Regions from separate parts of the Mus musculus genome. Here region 2 is linked to region 1. A link is a contact called in public promoter capture Hi-C data. All regions are on one chromosome and are shown on one strand. The core of a region is the stretch at or near the end of the contact, and the rest is flanking DNA. Distances in the headings are between cores, read along the strand shown.

Region 1 (7,963 bases), core at 1,806-4,305:
ACACACCCCTAGGGTGATGTAACTTTTGTTACCGATGTCTCTGACCAAGGGTTATTGCTCACAGTCTCTTCAGTAAGATGCTCATTTGCCTTTCAAACCTTGTGCTGCCTAGGCCTTGCTATACACTCACAGTTCCCCACGGTGTGCTTTCCATGTTGTAATGCTATGCTAGTCCTAAAGAAGCTTTATTAATCATCAGAGAATCTTTCTTATTGCTCATTTAGATCATTCCTTCCGGAAGTCAATATACTGTTGTCATATAAAATTTAAAATTTACTTGACAAAAATCAGAGGACCTAAAAATAAATATCACTTATAATTCAATTTTTAAACATACCTTTTAATTTAGATACTGAGAATGATGAAGTAAATCAACTTTCTAAAGCTTTGTCTTATCCTATATTATCTCTTCATAACAACAACAACAACAACAAACAAAGCTTGGTTTTAGAAAGTTTAAATGATAATTTAATAAAGAAAAAAGCTTACAAGCATGAAATGATATGCTCATAAACTAGGATACTGGACAGTCTGGCCAAATTAATACATAAAACACAAGTGCAATTTCAGTTTTGTTCTAGTTCAGTAACTAACTATTCTGTCAACTTAAAAACATCATTTACTCAAAAATACACACAAAATAAAGTATTTCATCACGAGTTTTCAAATTTCTTTTGGCTCTTAATTTTAATGATTCTTTGTAAACATCCACAAGAATATCTATTTTATTTATTGAAAAAACATTTAAAAGTAGACCCTATAATACCTCCCTCTCACATTAATATTCCAAACTTAATCATAACTAAGAAAGTTCCAACTTTCTGATGAGACAGAAATATAACAACTTTATTCATACAAGAGTCATCATAAAACTATGGGTATAAACTATGAAAACATGGTTACTTAATGTATAATGATTCAGAAATAAAGATGTAAAGTTTCTACTCAGGTAAAATGCTAGGAAGAACAACAAATGGTTGGATAACTTACAAGTTCCAAACCCTTCTTTGACCCACCAGAGGAAACACAGGACAATAAACTATCAGAGAGCTGAGTGAAAGAAGAGAGGTATGTGCTTGTTAAAAGCACAAAGCAAATGACAGATACTAACATTTGTGAGAAAACTTATCAGACATTTTTAATGGACTGTAAAGGCCAACAATGGGCTGTGCAATTGTACAGGGCACTTAGGAGCACCAAGGGAATCAGTCATTCACAAGCTCTTCACAGACCTGAGAAAGTCAAGACCAAGGGGAAGACAATAGCACAGCAGAAAGGCAGGTGCCTTGGGTGACTCTTTCCCCCTTATTTTTCATCAGAGCAATGGCCTAACAATAGAGGAGTTGAGTGACAAGCCTCTGAGTTTGGTGGAAACCCACTGTGGCTGGCAAAGAGAACAACAACCAACCAAACCAACCAAACCAACCAAACAAACAAACAAAACAAAAAGCATTCAACTTCTTTTTGGAACACAGAAGTAAGTCAAAATCTATACTTAGGGACAGATTGAGATAGCCCGAGACAGCTCTCTCCAATATCCAAACCTGAACTCTGGGCACAAGACTGTGTCTCCTCTCCTCTTGCCCAGCATAGTTGAGAATTTAAAACAGTTAAGTTTCCTGAACTCACTGACCCTCTATTCTAATTGTTCTGCATTTTATCTCATCATGTCTGAAACAGGCTGTCTAAATTCAAATACCATCTCTGCCATCTATTAGCTATCTGATCTCAGGAAAATTACTTAACCTTTCTGAAATACAGCACCTTTGTCTATATAGGTAAGCTATAAAGCATCAATGTCACAAGTCTTTGTGATAATTAAACAAACTAACATACACACAACACCAAAATGCCATACAACAGAAAAAAAATACTAAATTGTACTGTTCACTTAGCATTAAATGACTATTTTTTCCTAACCTTTCTATCACTAATTCAAATCTTTATCAACTCTTACATTCATTGCTGTCCTTACCTAATTGGATTTTCTCCCTTTAAGCTTTCTATATCCTATATATTCTTTGTACAGGAGGCAGAGGAGGTTCCTCTATATGTCTTTCTCCTGCTAACATCTAGTATGAAATTAACAGTTTTACAACAGCATCCAAATTCTTCAGCATACACGACTGTCAAAAAGGTTAAATACACTGTGTCACACTGAAAGTCTCAGTTTTAATTTCTTAATCTAACATATGAAACCAAAAAGCTATCTCATGTTCACATATCATACTGCTACACATTACTAATTGGAATTAATAATGGTCAGATATATTTATCTTGGACCTTAGAAACGTTTTCCATTGTATCATAAAATAATATGCTCGTTATGTGACTGCTGGAAAACTGTAAACTGATATATTCAGTCTCAGTTGTAACTGTAAAAATAAAAACCAATCTCTTACAAAGATACGAAATATAAAGTATGGGTATTCCTTCTCGGAGGAAAATGTTTTCTGAGTTAACAACCTTCTTAGCTGGATTTCCACTTAGCTTTTGTATTTAAAAAACTTCTAAGATTTTAGATGTTACAATTTCACCAACTTCACCTTGGTATCTTAAAATGTTGGACGTGGGGGCGGGAGATAAGCACGGGTTTTATTCTTTAACCCCTTTGTCAATGAAAATATTGTGTACGCACACTGTACCAAAAAGCTTCCTGATTTCAAAACTGGCATTGGTTGCCTCCTCCCTCAAACTCGTAAATATCCTAAGAGAAACTTGCAATTGATGTTAATCTGTGAACTCTAGGTTGAAACTTCTCAAACTCCTTGCCTGGGCTACTCAATAGCATCGCTGCTTAACGAATAGAGACCAACCGTCCCCAAAACACTCAGCAGCATGAGGGAGGACTTGGATCTGTTCACGTCTCTTCCCGATAGGGATCGGTCAACACTAACAGTACGTGTAACAGCATTTCTGCAAATCTGCACCAAATTTTGCAGTGAAGAGTCCTCGTTATATTTACCCAGGGTCGGCCCGCAGCGAAACCCAAACCTCCCCAAATTCACTCACCAGCAAAACCCGCGGACAACTAAAGTCTGGACCTAGGCGCCTGTGACGTCATGCACGCGCGCGGGCGCGAGCAGCTTAGTTCACGCATGCGTACTCCGCTAGAATTGCAGTGTGGCTGGCCGGGAACTCCCGGGTAAACAAGAAGAGGAAGAAGAGGGCGGAGCCACAGCAAGCTGTGTCTCAGCCACCAAGGCTGCTTGCCCCTCCGCTCCTTGGCTCACGCGGATTTCCGGTTGCCCAAAGGAGACAATCCCCAGCCTGCAGGGCGAGCCGGACCAGTTTAGGATCAGCCATTAAAGGCTAGCCACACAATCCAAAATAAGAGTCTTAAATCCTGTAGCAAGTGAGAACTCTATTCTAAACCAGGCTGGTTCCAGATTCCATTCTGTCGACTGGAAGCCCCTGACGCTAAAGCTTTTATTCTAAGTTAAACATTCAAATACGACTTTTCCAAGGCTATAAATACATGATGGTGATGATGTTATTTGTTTTATAGCACTTTGGTGACATCTGGGGTATTTTCAGGTAAACTGAAGAACCTTGCCATTATTTTCTAAAGCTTTCTTCTCTTTCCCCACTCCCCGTGTTCATAAAATATAAGTGAACCAGGAATAACAACTAAAGTGGAATTCAAGGACTGCCCATTAGAGGAGTATAATAAGGCCCAGATCCATACTGTTAGTCACTTCACACAGTTGTGAAATACTATTTATCCGCTAAGTTTAGCCACTGTATGGATTTTGGATCCTGTGCACTTTGGTTGAGAGCAGGGAACCGGAAGATTCTTCTAACTCCAGCTGAGGTCCTGGAGGCAGCAACTTTGGCAATAAGCAAGCAGGGAATCAGAGAAATTAACAAGAACCATCAACCAAACTGGTGACATACTGGTCAAGAGAACCGTTATTGCTGGTGATAGCTTCATTATAATAACGGGTTAACATTCTTCGGGAGTGGGAGGAACAAACATAAGCATACTTTGAAGCTTATTTCAAGTGGCTTGTGAACAAAGTCCCCCTTTCCCAGGAAGAACAACCCTTTTTCTGAGTGAAATGCACAATTGTTGTTTTACGAATTCCCGGTCTGTTAAATAAGCTGCTGTACTTGTGTTTTTCACAAAGCGTTGCTTTCGCTTCAGAATTAATCCCCCATCTGATCTGTGTCTGACTTCAGACAAAGCCTATACCCAGTTGGTGCCACATTCACTTCCACCACAGTCAAATCCCGTCTATCCTCCTAGTGCATGGTCATGTTCTCCTCATTACTTTCTCTCAGTATTTAAACACATTCTTCTACATTTGAAGTTTACTAGGAGCAGGGATAACGGTTCTATTTTACAGCCAAGACTGTATATAATGGCTGCTAGCTTTAGGAGCTAAATATTCATTGGATGAACAATACTCCAGGGAAAAACATGTTTCTTTTCTTACCTTTAACATCAGCCTTTCCATCCTTCCCAAACCCCCAGCTGATTACATGGAAATGTTCCTTAACTAAAACAGGAATACTCTGTGTTGCTAAGCCAAAAGGAGATACTTAGTCTCAAGAAGTTTTTTACTAAGTCCAAAAGCACTGTGGTTTTATTGTCAAAATTTGTAAACTCATCTTATTAGCCAAGGATTTTCCCAAGTTGTGTGAGTTTTCGTTCTTTATTTAAATTATTTTTTACAATAAAAAATACAATTACATCATTTAGCTTCTTTTTTTTTCAATCCAACTACACCCACTTATGGCCACTCCTCACTCTTCAATTTCATGTTTTTTTTTTCCTTAAGTACATACATTCCTTAAGTACATACATACATACATACACACACACACACACACACACACACACACACACACACAGAGCATATACCTTAAAAAGATGTTCCTCATCAAGAAATGTTTAAGATGAGATTCCCACTGATCAATAATGAACAACAGATTTGGGATGGGGATTTTATCAGATGATACATGAAGCAGTCACTGAGTCACTGTAGTTGTTATGGGTAAAGATTCCATGAGATTCCTCCTTTCCACATTAGTCTCTGTACTGACAATGTAATTAATCCTGTCTTGTTTAGACAGCCATATTGTTGATGTATCACAGGGGTAGCTTCCAAGTCATTTCTAGGAGACACAAATCTCACAGCTGACTTCCTGGTCCGAAGGCCTTTATAATCATGCCACTCTCTCCTCAGATGTTATCTAAGACTTCCATATGGGGGTTGTGCTATAGATGCATCCACTGGGGTTGCATAGCCCAGGATCAGTTATTTTCTAAATTTTGGCCATAAGTGGATTAAAAGTAATATTTTTGCTTTATCCCTTACCAACTCAATTATTTAACTTTTTTTCCTCTTCCTCTCTTTATCACATACATATACACATACTACAAGATCTAATGAAGATGTGTGCCACAAGTATACATATATGATTAGTTAGTTACTTGTTATAGTGGTTATTCTCAATGTTTCAAGGATATAAATACTTTCTACAAACTAGATATTTTTAATCCTGATTTGTTTCATGATCTCCCTTTTTATAGCAGAGTTTGGGATGCATCTGACTCCAGAGCCTGTATTGTATTTCCTCATATCAAAAATTAATTTGTATTTGAACATGAATGATAATATTTTTTATTTATAAGTAATAAAATAATACATTTTGAAATAATAAAAGGACCCCTTGAATTAACTAGAACCTAAACAATCAGTTTCTGGTTTCCTTTGCCAATTAAAACAGCTTAGAACAGTTATTTTGATTTTAATAATTAATGCATTAACTGTTACAAGTCATGATTTTTGAATATATTAAAATGTTTTAATGAGCATCAGAAGTGGACTGGGAGTTTTATTAGATAATAATGAATATAAAGAGTCAATGCAGTTACTATAAGCAATAAATGAAAGATGAAAAATATTGATTTAAAACTGGCATTAGAAGACGTAGTCTTCTTACATCTTAGTAATTGATTCAAATTGATTTTCAGGACTTGTGAGACTATTGATATTGAAGTCAGTCATCAACAATTCAATACGTGGAATATTTTTTTTACATTTTGATATTTTTTGCATGTCCTATATGCAGAATGCCTATTCTACAATCTACTATCATCAAGTTATGTCCTTAAAGCATGACAATATCATCTTGTACTTAAACCTATGATTGTTCTAGCAATAGTTTTTAAGACTTATTCTTCAAATGTAACTTGGGTCTGAAATTTACTGTTCAGCCAAGCCTGTGCTGGAACTTGCAATCTTCCCCAGCATAGCCTTTTGGCATCTGAGAATACCGATCTGTAGAGCTATAGCATGCTGGGCACATGAGCTTGTTGTAACTTCCTATAATTCCTCATATGCACATACATGACTGTCTGTGTCTGATTCAAGACACCATCCCCACTGAACTTTTGCTTCACAGATGCTATATTTTTGGTAATTAATCAGACTTCTGTGTGTGCTATGAATATTTTTCATTTCTGTGATTTGATGCGACTAGATACAGACTAAAGTTATGATCACCAATATTTAGAACTGTTTGCTTGTGGCATGTCATCTTCATTTTTCTCAGAAATTTTAAAATCACAACTATTTGATCAGTATGTCTAGTTCTTTTGAAAATACAGAAATGTTCTTTTTTAAAAATCATCTCACTGGAGCAGTTAATCTAATTATTCCAGGTATTTGACTACCTCTTTCAGAGTGTGAGAAAGCTGTCAAGGCTTGTCAGGGAATTTAATGACCTGCTGTTAAAACACTGTATTGGCTGTTTCCCTAAGACTGTGTGGAAGGCCAAGGCTTATATTAACAACACAGCAAAAATGGTTGCCTTTCTCTTCAAATTACACTCTCCTTGGCCCCTTTCACCCTCATCACAATTTATTTTGTGTGTGTACATGTATGTGTGTGTAAGAGAGAGAGAAAGAGAGAGAGAGAGAAGCACTTATCTGAAGTTTATCTGTCCCCTTATTTTATTTGATCTTTTTTGTTTGTTTGTTTGTTTTTTGCTTTTCATTAATTCAAACAACATTTTAGTGAATACTTTTTAATTGAAAATAATTTTTGTATCAAATATTAGCTTAAAATTAATTCTCTCCACCAAATCAAATTGCTTTCCTCTCTTTATTTGTATAGACACTCAGAAACTATATTCATGAAATAATAATATTAACTTGTTATTGTTGAGTGGTCAATTGTTGACTGTTTTATTTAATTTACAAAATTACTGTTTTCATTATTTAGCCACATAATTAATGTTAAGTGAGCCAATATAGTTTTGAAGTTTTCTTTTATTTCAGCTCACTTTACCATTAAGATTATCTGATAGCCAAATATACATTTTATATATTTATGAAGCTCATATTCTACATCTATAATATACATTCACTCCATACATAGAGCTCTAACCATGCACTCACACTATTATTACAGCTTTATCATGCTCATACTGACTATAAGGTGGACCCAATTGATCCCTTGAACAAACCAAACTGTGTTGAACATTAATTAAGAATGGTAATTTTGTGTTATTTCTCTGCTACATGTACTTCTTGACTTTTAGTAATTAATTCAGTTGTTGGTTCAGTTCACTCAACCAGTGAGCACCACTTATCAGATCTAACTTATTATGCCTGATTACTTCAAATACAGAAGCAGTTTCTTAGCCACACATTGGACTGTGTGCATGGCTATCTGACTATATTTGACACTAAAATTACTCAGACAACTTGCAGCAGCTTCAGGAGACTACTACAACCATGTGGCAGCTCACAGTATGCAGGGTGCAGGAGTCAGTGTTCCAGTCATGAGTACTCGAGGCCAACTGCTCTGGCCTTGGAACACAGCACTCTTAAGAGAAGCTTCAGAGGATCCCTAAGGATTCCACTTATTCAGATGATGGAGAAAGCATTTCACTAGGTAGGTCAGCAGAAAGCGTGTTGGTGGTAACTGAGTTTGGTCCATATGTATCA
Region 2 (7,963 bases), core at 1,530-4,029, 9.7 Mb after region 1:
TTATTTTAAATATATGCTTTAGATTCTGACAATCTTTGGTTTAAATCCAAGTTGGGCTAGTTGGCAACCTTGTCCAACTACTTAACTCCTCCAAAACTTAAGAGCCAATGAATGGCAATTACTTTTTTTTTTTTTTTCTGTGTAGCCCTGGCTGTCCTAGAACTCACTTTGTAGACCAGGCTGCCTCTGTCTGCCTCCTGAGTGTTGGGATTAAAGGCATGCGCCACCATGCCCGGCAATTACTTTTATATAACTAGTTTAGTTTATTGAAATCATAGCTAAAAATCACAGTAAGGAAAGACGTTCTTACTAAGAACATATGCTTTTAATGTGTTATAGGGTTATACTGGAGATATTAAGATTTAAAAGAACAGAGCATTTACTGTCCAGAGGCTCTGGGCCTAATGAAGAACAGATACTCTGCAAAATCACAATGAGAAACAGGATAAGAAGCTTCACTTCCTTTCAAGGTGAGGTGTTGGGAGTTTTTGTTTGCTTGTTTGTTTTGGGTTTTGGTTTTTGTTTGTTTTTGGAAGAGGTGATATTTAGGTTAAGAGGACAAACATGAATTCATGAGCTTGGAGGCTAACTGGTGAAGCTTACTTGGTCAAATGTAAGCGTACATGGACAAAGCTACTTAAAGAAATACAAGTGAGGGTCTGGAGTACAGCTTTCAGATAGGGAAGAAAAAGAATTGTTCAACACAACACAATGTCCCAGTAGACCAAAAGATAGAGTTGGAAGTGATATAGAGTCAAAAGCATCTATCATCAAGTTAGAGAAGGAAGTTCACTGAGAAAAAAAATATGCTTAAAATAAACACTGATCCCTTCAGCTAACTATTGAAGATGACCAGGATGGGGGTGGGCAAACCAAATCAAGAAAATACAGGGGGTGGGGTGGGGTGGGGTGGGGAATAGGAAACAGCAGCAACTAACTTCAAGTCATGCTGAGACTGGAGAGTGAAGCAAGGTAGTCTTGATAAACCTCAGCTATGCAGGACAATCACCCAATTTCCACTTTGGATGAATGGTTCAGTCATGAAGTTGTAAGTTAACATATTGACAACAGAAACAATTTCATGCATGTTATTTTTGTAACTGTAAATTCTTTATTAATGTTTTGTATTTTAAATCCCCTATGTTTGAGCAGGGGCTGGAAAAACAAGAGCCACTCACTTTGAGACAATCGTGTGTTGTTCCACTACTGGTTGATGTATTTTTCTATAACTCTACATTGAAGAGACGGTAGTTCAGGTTTCTATTTGTTACTAGCTAAGGTAGTCAGAAGGTAGCTTGCCTTAAACATCCATTACAATCAACTAAGCAGATCAAATACATGTGAAAAGTCTAAATTATAAGGCATCAAGTGGAGAAAAAACTATCATCCTTGTACAATCCTGTAGTTAAAAACAAACAAACTAACCAACCAATCAACCTGCTTCTGCCTGTTTCCTAAAACAAGTCCTGTGAGGCAGGATGCCACCGCTCACACCTTTTAAGATTTAAAATCTTGACCGCAGGCTCACACTTTTTGAAGAGGACCAAGATGTTCACAGTTGTCACAAAATTCTACTTTCGGAAAATAATAATAATAATAATAATAATAATAATAAAACTATAGAAGTTCTCCTTACAATTACAAAAGGAGCAATTTAAGACCCAAAGGCAGGCCAGGTCAGAACTTTCCAAGTACCTCCAAGTATGGTTTTGAATTTGGGTTTCTTAACCATATCCCAAACATAGCGTGATCAGACTGCAGTACTATTTACTACACACGCGCGCGGACTTCAGATGAAATAATGGAGTACCCCAAGTTAAAAGGCTTTTTGAAAACTACTCCGATTTCCCAACACCCCAGATGCCAAATGGCAACCTTACCACTCGAAGCAAACGATACACACACATACACATATTATGTGGTGGTGGTGGAGAGGAAAAAGGCCACACCCAAGTTAAAGACTTTCAGAGCGAAGTGACACCAAGTTTCAGAAATTTAACTATGGCTATTTTGGGGCAGCTCATTTCACGGGTGACGGATCCTCTGAATCCTCCCCATCTCCACCAGGCCGCACGTTCAGGAAATCGTTCCCGATTCGAACTGCTCGGGTTTCCTTCTCAGGAACCCGGTGCGAGGCCAAGATGGAGAAATGCCTCATTCAAAGATTGCAGTACCCGGGGTATTAGAGGGCCGGCCCGTGCCGATCGAGGGAGACAACCAGGCGCCCGTTACCTGCGGGGCTGGGACAGGCCACAGCCGCCTTAGCAACAACACAGCGGTTACCTGGCACCGAGGAGCCACCCAGATCCAGGCCCTGCGGCGTCCACGAGTCTCCCAAGCTGGCCCAGCTCCCGGTGTCCCCCACGCCCTGGGCTTCACGACCACCCACCCCGCCGCAGCGCAGCATCAGCGCCGCGCATCCCCGCTCACCTTAGCCACATAGTCCTTCACCTCATCCAAGTCTCCGTTTTTCAGGGCCCACATGAACTCCTTGTCGCACATGACTGCAGCGGGGTGGGCCGGCGGGCCGGGCAGGAGCGGCGATTAGGCCCGACGAGGGGACACGAGAAAGCGACGCGCCTCAGGCCGCTGAGCGGGCGAGACTGCGGGTCGCGGCTACGGTTCGGGCGGGAGAAAGTTCTTCTGCAGCCGTTGGGCCCAGCAGAGCAGGTTCCGCCTAGCTGAGGAGAAGCAGGACGCTTACACTTCCGGTTCACGCCCCGCTAGGGCCCGCCTCCCACTTCCTCTTCCTCTTCCTCTCTCCAGAAAGCTCTGCTCGGGACCCCGCCCCGACTGCTTACCTCAGGAGAGCCACTTTTGCGCAGGCGCATTATCCTGGCCGGCCAAGGCAGAGTAGAGGCGTGGTTCCAATGGGCGGGGCCGTGAGGCTGAGTAGAATGTTCCTGGAGGTCAGGAAAATCAGGGGCTGAACCTGGGGAGGTGTTGGATGGGAGTAGGACACTCCAGTTCCACGACAGAGGGGAACGTTAGTTTCCAGGGCTCACTTTCTAATAATTCTAAAAATAACTAATAATAATAATAATAATAATAATAATAATAATAATAATAATAATGTGTTTAGATTCTCTCTCTCTTACTATCCCACTTTAAACTAGTAAAAGAGGAAAAACAAAAAACCAACCCACTCTCAAAACATTTTTATTGAGACTTTCATCTATGCATATAGTATGTTTTGAACAAATTCATTCCTGAATCCCTTCTCCACTTCACCACTACTTTTCCTTCACAACTTTATGTGACCTCTCTTCTTAAAACAAAACCAAAAACAAAAAACCAAAAACCAAATTTTCATTTACGTGTATGATAGTTTTGACAGAATATATACATTTATGTGAACCAATGTGTGCGAGTGCCCGAAGAGGCAAGAGGAAGCATAAAATCTGAGAGAGCTAGAGATACAGACAGCGGTGAGCCTTCATATGGGCCATGCTGGGAACCAAGCCGGGCTCCTCTGCGAGAGCAGCCAGTGCTCTTAACCTCTGAGCCATCTCTGCAGCAGTGCTCGGGTCTTGTGTTGAGCTCTCTGAACCCACTTAGCGCTTCCTGTTGAGTGCATACGTGTGGGACCTACTGGTTTGTTTTACCTTTAGGCATCAAACTCTATTCCTATTCTCATACATCAGTGGCTGGGTGGGGCTCTCTCCCTTGGTCTTTTCTCCTCTCTCTCCCACTACCACTCTTGGCCTTTCTTCTCCCTTTCCTCAACCATGCAGTTTCTTTGGGACATCCACCAGAAGGAAATAAAAAGGAAAGAATAAAACTTTTTTTTTCTCAGAAGGAAATCTTCAACACGTAGTTGAGACAACGGTGTCAGTAGGTTTATTTCTTTTTAATTGCATACGTACGTGCTTGTGTACAGATGCACTGATGTGGGCATGAGTGTGCATACGTGTAAACTCAGAGGACAACTTGTGGGAGAGTACTCTTATGTAGGTCCTAGTGACTGAATTTAGGTCACCATCGGGCTTTGTCACAAGCATCTTTCCTGGTTGAGCCATCTTGCCAACTCAACAACGTGAATTATGTACATTTACTTTCTATGGTGGAAAATACTTAAGTGTGTGATGGCAATTAAAAACTAGGAGCTTTTCCTGACCAACAAATGACCGCTAACAAACATGCGTAGCATCATTAAAAATTTGTGTGGTTTAAGAAGCACTCACTTTTTATTTGATTTGTAGCAAACAGAACTGTTTTTCTGAAGCCAGTTTTGTTCTTAGAATTTGGCTGAAACATCTTAGAATTCAACCACCTGGTGAATTCTATCTTACAATCCTAATGATTCAAATTTATGTATATACCCAAGAACACTGAGAAAAAATTCCTACTAGAACTATTATGTATATAGGCTATTATTCATTATTCGGTAAACAAATAAACCAAACTAATTTATTTCTGCACCACAAAATACAGAGGTTGGAAGCATACGGTGGAGTTTAATAGTTTTAAAGTATTGGGCATACTCTGGCTGGTTTTGTGTTCTGACCAGCAAGTTGTTTAACCCTTTTTCTTAAAATTTTGTAGCAAAATGATGCTGTCTGGTGAGTACACATTTGTTATCATTGAACAGCAATAGATAAAGACTTCACACACACACACACACAAAAACTCTGAATAGTTAAAAGCAGCTTACATTGTTACTGTATTTAATTCTGACGGTTGAGAATACAAATCGACACCTTTCTGGAAGGAAACTTCAGTTCAAAAAAAAAATGTGAGGTGAAGTTTGGTTCCTCACAAACCTACCCCAGTGATGTCCAAGTTATAGGACATGGCAGGTCTTGGTTCAGCACTAAGCAAGACTATCCCCATGTGACCTACTCTTACCGTCAGCATTTCATTTGAGTGTCTTAAGCTTAGTATATTTAAGTATATTATATCTTGTTTTATAGATTCGAAACTTAGCTAACTCTACATACCCCATGGTTCTATAAATAGCTTCACTGACCACCCAGTCACCCAAACCAGAAACATGAACATCACAATAGCTCCAGCTATTCCCAACTTTTTCCTAACCCAACTGTCAAAGGCCCTCGACATACTTCAAAGTTGGTTGACTTCCTGTAGAGTTCATTATTGATCCCTACAGTCACCCGAGCAGACAGAGCTGGCCTTTTGGCCAATCTCATTTTTATTTTCACTGTGTTCCAGGTGATTTCTCACCATTCTGATTTTTCACTGTTTTAAGCACAAACAGAGCATCCACTCCTTGTTCTAAGCGTTTAGTAGGTTCCTAATATATGTTCTGTTTGTCCATCAGATCAGGGCCCTCTGTAATCTCCCCTGGGCAATCCTAACCCACGACATTCCCTTAACCACTGCTTCTCGAGTTTCCACATATCTTACCTTCTGTCATTTTCAGAAAAAGCCAGCCTATGGCTTCTATGTATCTTATTTCCTGTTTAAGATTCTCTTTTAAATCTTGCTGTTTCTTTTTAATCTTTGAGATCTACATGCAAATTTTACCTTTAAGTGAGGCTTCTAAAACTACTTATTTCAATCCTATATCATATTTTTTTCAATTTTCATCTTTTTTATTTACCTATTTTGAAAGGACTTTGTGGGTATTCAATAAATGATGATTTTTGTCTGTCTGTATGCAAGAGAGGATTGCTCTTCTTGAATTCTTTGTAGTCGAGTGATTTCATGTAACTAATTTTGGCCTATTACTGCGAATTCAAGTGACATTAGTCATCACTCGGCTGTCTAGTTCAAGACTTTCTAGAACCCAGTTTTTCCTTCTGCTGTAGCAATGGGCAACATTCAAGACAAGGATGACATAGACAGCCGGGGGTCCTTAAAGAGCATTTGCTCAGAGATGGCCTCATCCTTTGATGAATATGTAGTATGAGTGAGATAATTTGTTGTTTCAACCACTGAGACTTGGATATTTACTCCTGGAGCAGCACTGAGTCAGTCTTGATTAGTTAAACAATTCCCAGTTTGGGGAAGGAGTGAATAAAGCCAGTGAACTTTGACTTAGGAATCAGGTAGTACATAGAAAAGGAAATGACAGAAGCTGTGAGAATGGTGATTCACGTTCATAGGAGCAAAAGATTAGGAAAGACTCTCAGGGCATGGGGACGCCTGGAGGCAGATAATGCAATCCATATGCTTGTGGCTGAAGTGGAAGAGGCTGGAAATGGAACCCAGCTCTCCATGTTGGTAAATAGTGATAAATAAATTACACAAAACAGTACAGGAAAAGATCAGCTTAGAAAATAACTGTCCAGTTTGCAAATAAGCGTGCAAGTGAGCTAAGCGATACCTCAGTAGTTAAGATGAGTACTGTTCTTGGAGCAGGGAGTTTGGTTCCCAGCATCCACATTGGATGGCCTAGAACTCAAGCTCTAGGGATCCAATACCCTCTTCTGTTCTCCACTGGCACTGGCACTCATGTGTACACACACACACACACACACACACACACACACACATGCACACACACACATAGTTAAAAATAAAATGTTTGGAAAATTAAATCAATTATAGGGAATCAAAAAAATGGAGCCAGGCGTGGTGCACACGCCTTTAATCCCAGCACTCGGGAGGCAGAGGCAGGAGGATTTCTGAGTTTGATGCTAGCCTGGTCTCCAAAGTGAGTTCCAGGACAGCCAGGGCTACACAGAGAAACTCTGTCTCGAAAAACCAACAACAACAACAACAACAAAAAGGTAAAGATATGAACAACTCGAACAAACAAGTGGTTTTCACTTTCCGCTATTAAAGACAGGTAAAAAGGGTGGAGAGAGAGAGAGAGAGAGAGAGAGAGAGAGAGAGAGAGAGAGAGGAGAGAGAGAGTGGAGAAAGAGAGGAGAGAGAGAGGAGAGAGAGAAGAGAGAGAGGAGAGAGAGAAGAGAGAGAACAAAACAAAGTCTGGTTAGAATGTAGCCTTGTGGACAGGATCTCCTTGTAGATTTAAGTAGTACTTCAGAGAAATGTTTCAGTAATGCAAAATAGTGCATGTATTGCCTGCCTAATAGGCTGAAAGAAACAAGAAGAAAGAAATGACAATGGCTTGGGGTTAAGGCCCTTGGATCAACTGTAGAAATAGCTGATTGACGTTCTGAAAGTGAGGCCAAAATACTTATATCAATCATATTTATAGGAAACTGTGGATAGTTTTGAAATGACTCAGGGCCTCTTTCTCAGGGTACAGAAAGTAGTTTGAGAAAGTTGCTTGATTTCTAAGGACCACATATTCTTCAATACTTATTCAAGATGACAAGTTAGATCATGGAAAAGAACCCTCCAGGAGGATATAGCTAAGAACTGCCAAAAAGCTATGGCACTGGAGGAGGAAGGTGCTGTGGATTAGAACTGGGGCCTAATCAAAGACCTTCCCTCCCCCCAAGGAGCTCCCTGCAATGCCTGGACAAGATTGCAAAACTGCCATAGACTATAATTGGTATCTCTATCCCATTCTTCCTCTTTCTGAATGCATGTGGCCATTGTGGTTATCATGTTCCCACACATATCTGTGTACTAGGTACAAGGAAAGGATACTTTGTTACTCAGGTCATGTGTCTCCAGATCAACAGAAGGCATACAAATCTTACTGTGAGGCCCTGGACTTTCAGCTTCACACTCTATTGCCCTGTATGGTTTGTTTTGTATTTGTAGTCCTGAAGATTTGAATCTAGGGTCTTGCACATGCTAAGCAAACACTCTATCACCTAGCTATGCTCCCTGATACTCCAGGCAAGCACTCTACCACTGAACTATACTCCCAGCAAGCCTGATACTCTAATACCATAAAACTGCTTGGGTTACTTTCCTCAGAAGAAAATATGCATTTATTTTGCATATGGAAAACCCTATATGCATAACACCAATATCTAAGGATCAGAAGGGCAAACTATCAATAGTTTTTGCTCATGCTTCCTTTTTTGGGGAGGTCACTTTGGCATCCAGGGCTTAAGTGGAGACTTGCAACTACTTC

The links. Promoter capture Hi-C pulls out the DNA fragments that hold promoters and counts their contacts.
Region 2: a promoter capture Hi-C map of pre-B cells shows a contact between it and region 1, with 2.7 times the contacts expected there. The contact joins the promoter of Mtpn here to the promoter of Pot1a in region 1. A contact is called at or near these places in 2 of 39 promoter capture datasets (cranial neural crest and pre-B cells) and 1 of 484 Hi-C or Micro-C datasets (CD4 T cells).

Annotation. Positions count from the first base shown.
Region 1 is chr6:25,806,163-25,814,125 of GRCm38.p6, forward strand. It overlaps Pot1a (protection of telomeres 1A), which reads right to left and starts at 3,056. Exons shown (of 18, transcript NM_133931.5): 1 at 3,013-3,056.
Region 2 is chr6:35,537,109-35,545,071 of GRCm38.p6, forward strand. Mtpn (myotrophin) reads right to left here and starts at 2,780. Exons shown (of 4, transcript NM_008098.4): 1 at 2,431-2,780. The coding sequence starts at 2,502.